2 separate regions of the Macaca mulatta genome follow, and region 1 is linked to region 2. A link is a contact called in public Hi-C data. All regions are on one chromosome and are shown on one strand. Each heading gives the region's core, a stretch centred on a gene start, on an enhancer-like site or on the middle of the called end of the contact. The rest is flanking DNA. Distances are from core to core; before and after follow the strand shown. Region 1 holds the start of HIKESHI (heat shock protein nuclear import factor hikeshi). Region 2 holds the start of SYTL2 (synaptotagmin like 2).

Evidence for each region. Hi-C and Micro-C count contacts between places; a contact is called where the count stands out from the background.
Region 1: a contact with region 2 is called in a Hi-C map of liver, with 3 times the contacts expected there. The contact joins the promoter of HIKESHI here to the promoter of SYTL2 in region 2. A contact is called at or near these places in 6 of 14 Hi-C or Micro-C datasets (CD4 T cells, blood, cortical neurons and 3 more).

What each region holds. Positions count from the first base shown.
Region 1 is chr14:86,900,548-86,903,247 of T2T-MMU8v2.0, forward strand. HIKESHI (heat shock protein nuclear import factor hikeshi) reads left to right here and starts at 1,338. Exons shown (of 5, transcript NM_001260980.1): 1 at 1,338-1,588. The coding sequence starts at 1,559.
Region 2 is chr14:86,449,625-86,452,324 of T2T-MMU8v2.0, forward strand. SYTL2 (synaptotagmin like 2) reads right to left here and starts at 1,366. Exons shown (of 21, transcript XM_077964145.1): 1 at 1,249-1,366; 2 at 616-713. The region is part of intron 1 of CCDC83 (coiled-coil domain containing 83); the gene reads left to right.

The DNA of each region.
Region 1 (2,700 bases), core at 88-2,587, 450 kb after region 2:
ATTTATTGAGTAAGCTACATTCTGGCCACTACTGGGTACTTTACATGTAAGAACCCTCGAAACAACTTTATGAGGTAGATACTATTATTACTTCATTTTAAAGATGGGGAAAAGGAGGTATGGGAGTGTTAGGTTAACTTGCCTAAGATTATGTAACTAATAAATGGCAGAGATGGGCTCTGAAGCCAGGTAGTGGGTGCCTTAATTTATGAAGTGGTCTTCATATGAATGGCCTTTTTATTCGGAAGGTTCTAGGACTTTTTAGGTAGCAAGTTGGAGACATTGGTAGATCCTTTCCTACCTCTTCATCTTTGGCTCAGCTATCTCAAAGGAGTATCAGTGATAAGATAGGTGATCAGTTTAGGGATCCACAGTGGAGGCCAGAAGACTGTTCCAAACACTGATCCCCCGTATATAAACTAAGGACAGGGAAGACAGACCTGCTTTATGGCTGGTGGCCAAGCTCAGATATTTAAATTGGACAGAGACCCTTTACTATCCTATTCAAGATGAAAAGAAATTGGAGTTGTGAAAGGGAGAATAAGTATTGGTGGCAATCAGTACTTGATGCCAGTTTTTTTTTTTTTTTTTTTTTTTGGCTATTGTTTTGTATTTCCTATGAACCTTTTCTGCAAATGCATATAGAAAAAAAAAATAGATATTTTTACAACAAAACTCCCACTAATTAAGCACAGCCAGGCACTATGCTAAGTGTTTTATACATATTAGCTCATTTAATCCTCACAGCAACCCTAGGAGATAGGCACATTATTTTTCTTTTGCAAAGGAGGGACACTGAAGCACAAAGACATCTACAACTTTTCCACAATTGTACAGCAAATGAGCGTGACAACTAAGTGAAGCTGGAAAGAACTATAAACTGTAGACAAGTACAAAACAATTGGTTAAAGATTAGTACTTGTGAGATACTGTGTAGCAGAAAGAAACCCGGATTTGGATTAGGACTTGAAATCAGCCTCCAACATTTACTGCTGTGTAAAGATTTGAGGTTGCTCACTCCTATAAAATTTGGATTATAATACTTACCTCATAGGGTTTTTGTAAAGATCTAGTGACGTGATTATTGTAAAAGTGCACTATCTCTCAGATGTTACAGAAACGTTAGAAGTATCTCCTCCCAGGATTGTACATGGAAATGAGAGATCCACACATGGTGTGGCTATAGAACACTCGGACTACCGATCCCAGTGTGCAAAGCCTCCGGGCTTACTTTCCCGGAAACCGGCGCAGTGCCCTCTGGGACTTGTTCTGGGACTTGTAGTCTTGTACCGGCGCTGGCCCACCTTTCTTCCTCAGTGGGGAAACCGGGTGTAAGCCCCGGAAGTACTTGTTGCCTGAGCAGCGTGCTGCTTAGGAAGAGAAGGTCAGAGGTCGCGGGGCAGAGGCGTTCCAGCCGCTGGCCCAGTCACTATGTAGTGGAGGGGCAGACACCCTCTCACAAATTCTGGAAGGTTCTTAGTCTCGACTAGGGCAGTAGCCCCAGGACTCCTAGTCGCCGGCTTCAGGTCACTGCCGGCTGAACGGAGCTGCCGTCGCCATGTTTGGCTGCTTGGTGGCGGGGAGGCTGGTGAGGATGGGACCGAGTGGTATCAGGAAGGGGTCAGGATATCGAGGGCGAAGCCCTGCGGCGGGGAGGGTACGCAGGCTCTAGGGATGCGGGGAAGCCCACTTAACTGTATTTTGGCTGGGTATGTGAGGATGGAGCGTGGGAAGCTGGGTGCTCTCCTATGCCCAGCTCCGTTCAGATTCTTTCGAATAGTAGTCACAGTATTGGCATTTATTAAGTGTGCATTTTGTACAAGTACTGGGCTAAGTGCAGTGTACGCCTTTGGTCACTCAGCCTTATGTGTGGCGCTTATTTGGCACTTTGAACTTAATCCTCGTAACTCGTGAGATGGTCTTTATCTTTGACATTTTGCAGTTAAGGAACTAAGTTCAATCGCCAGTATAAATGCCTCCCTTATTACCGTGAGGTAGAGGTGAATTTGGGATTGAATCTGGTCTATAGCAAACGGTTTTTCAAAGATTAAGGTGCTCAGGCAGTGTATATCTGCTGGGTCCCTTTGGAAGAACCCCAGTAAAAATATGCTTAATTTAATTGGAAGTTGGCAGAAACTTAACGTGTGAACCGTATCTGAGATAACCAGAGAAGGATGCAAGTAGTGTGTTTCCTTATTGGTCAAAATAGATAACCTACATTGCCAAATTGTTAGAGTAAATGAGATCAGCACCTGGAATTCTTTAGGAATAATCTGGAAGGTGAATCTTTTTTGTTTCCTTAGAAACCACACAGACATCAATTTTCAGGCCTGACTCCTTTCCCCTAGAAGTATTTTTCCTTCTTTTTTCTTCTGGCTTTTTTAAATGTTGCAATCCCTTTGTTGAATTGTCTTTTTTTCCCATCAAGTTTTGATAATGTATTGTATTCTGTACATATACAGTTCTAAGAAGCCAGAAAGATAAATTGGAGATGACTAGCCTCATAAAGTTTGTCTCTTGAATGACTGTGAGACCCCTGTGGTGATGGTGGTAATTCATAATCCTGGTGAGATAATTCTACCCTGCTCTTAATAGGGAAAAAGAAAGGACAACCCTGGAATGATTGTGTGACTCAGACGAGTGAGTGTTATTAATTAATGACATTAAAATTGTGTTTCTCAGAGAATAAAAAACCTATTT
Region 2 (2,700 bases), core at 116-2,615:
TCACACTGACCACCAACTGGTAAACACCATAAGAAAAACTGTGCAGGATACAAATGATAGGTAAAAGTACAGTTTTTCACTATGGGCCCAGGCTCTCATAAAAGAAGCAGGCCTAAGATTTATAGGAAATGATGTAGGAATGAATTCAAAGTGCTGAAGAATCACAAATTGCTTTTATATTTGCCTAAAAAATCTCCATGCTTTAAAAATTTTCCAGTGGTAGCTTTTTCTCCTGAATTTGCACTCTTAATAATTTTATCCTATAATCCCATCTGACAATGTTATTTTAGGGAAAACCAGGTTAACAGAAGAACCTTTATATCAGATGTGTAGATCATAGCAAATTCCTGGCACTTAATAAACACAACACTGATAGACTAAAGGGAGGTTTAAATGAGGTGAAACACATAAATTATCTCTAATAATGGTTAATTTTTGGTATTTTACTGATGAGAAAACCTCCCTTAACCAAAAGCTGCTTAATATTTTCATTAACTGCTTCAGTTCCCTTTCTTTAAGTTCTTAATACATTATTAATATAACACAGCATGAATAAAAAATATTATAATCCATTTTTAAAAAAACAAATTCAAGAATGCCAAACAGGTGACTTACGAAGGGAGCAGGGAAGCCTAAAGGAGCCTCATTTCTGTCTTCCTGGGACAAAAGGATAAGTAATTGACTGAAATGTAACTACCAGGATATAGACGCTCCTAGGATGTAAAAGAAAATTGTCCATTTAGAGCCAGTGTCAAAGTACAAAACAAAGAAAATTATCTTGAGGCAGATAATGAGAAATAATGCAGGAGAGGAAGGAGGAACTTTAAAGGCGGTTACGTGTAGGATTTTCTTTCTCTCTCTCGGAAGAGAGAACAGCAAAAAGCGAAGAGTGGGAAATACTGGACTTAAATTCCTTTCTCAAGGTTTAGGAACAAAAAAGGAAAGCGAAAAGGAAAACAGAATCAAGGACTTGTACAGCAGGAAGTTGTCCTATAAGCATTTAGTCCAGGGATCTGCCATTCTTATTAAGAGCTAAAACCAAAGAATGAGTGTACAAAAGTGGAAGGAAGAGAAGCCGCCACGGTGGAAGGAGCGGAGCGGGGTAGAGGCGCGCAGAAGCCTCACAGACCACCGGGCCCCGTCCCCGTCCCCGTCCCCGTCCGCGTCCCCCGAACTGTGCAGAAACCACCACCGAGTCCAGGCGTCTCATTTTACAGCGGAAGACACAGACTCTGAGACTCAAATGACCTGCTCACGGTAACAGCACAAAGTCCGTGGGTCTTGTGTCTACAGTCACCAACTTCCGGGCTTGCGACTAAAGGGAGCCAAGCGGCTCGTGAGCGTTTGAGACCAGCCGGGTCAGCGGAAAAAGGCTGGAGAGAGCGACCGCGGCTACCACCGCGGCGGTGCGGGCCTTCGGCCGGGACTCTTCCCTGCGCCGCCACCAGATGGCGCGCTTGGCCCGCCGTTCGCGGCTAAGCTAGGGCGGGTGGGGAGGGAGTGGGGAGGAGGACGTCGGTTGCCTTGGAAACGCAGGGCGCGGCACCGGCTGCGGTGGAGCGGGTAGGCCTGGTGAGCGGGCTGAACGGAAGTGCGAACTATCGGCCCACGGCGGGGTATCCACCGCTGGAGGCTGTGGAGGGAATGTCAGGAGACTGGCTGGCCTCTTTTCTTGGTCCCCGACTCCTTCCAGTGTGACACTGAAGACTTTATAAGCATCCCCGGCCCACCCTCCACGGACCCCCCCTCCTCCACGGGCCCCCCTGTCCACGGGCCCCCCTGTCCACGGGCGCCCCTGTCCCCGGGCCTGGGCTTGCGCCGCTTCGAGATCAGCCTGGGGGTCGCGCCCTCCTGGTCTTGTGGCGAAGCGCCGTTCTTGGGCCGTTAGGAGCTGCTGGGAAGGGCTCTGATAGGCCTACCCCTCTTCTCCACCCAGGAGATGAGAAGGAGGGCAGGCCTTTTTAATCTGGTAAGAATGTCAACCCATCTCTCCACTGCGGTAGAATCCCTGGATACATTATTTGCCCTCTCGAAAGGCAGGCTCTGAATTTGATTCAGGTTTGTAACCTTCACGGTGCCCCCACACAGGCGCTAGCACACAGCAGACGCAGAGCAGACTAAGAATGCCTTCCCTTCTTGCGAGGCTTTATCACTTGACAGTTTTCCCAAAGTGTCTGGAGCCTCATAATAGCCCGGACAGCAGCTAGGACAGATGGAGGAGGAAACAGGTCAGAAGTTCAGAGACTTGGCCGAGGTTATACAACTCCGTGCAGGAGCGAGGACCAAGCTCGGTCTTGTTCTCTTAGTGCCCCTCTCACCAAATTCTGAGTCTAGTGAATGCTTTCTAAGTGAGAACCTCACATATTCTTGCATCCTTCTCAATATCAGTGCAATGGTCTTCCCCTGTAGGTACTTCATATGTGCTAAGTGTGTTACTGATGTCCTTTACCCTCATATCCCAATTCATAGATTGGTTTCAACTTCTTGCTCTGGATACCACAACATTCTTCTAAAGAGAACTTGGCTTCTTTTATGAATTTGTCACATTTGTACAGTACCATGTTTGTTTCCTCACTCCCTTATCCCATAATTTTCTGCTGGGCAAGAGAGAGAGTTGAGGAAGTGATTAAGAGATGGGAAAAGGTGCCCTATCTAAGCCCCCCCCCCCCCCAAAAAAAGGAAAAGAAAGATTCCTGTAAT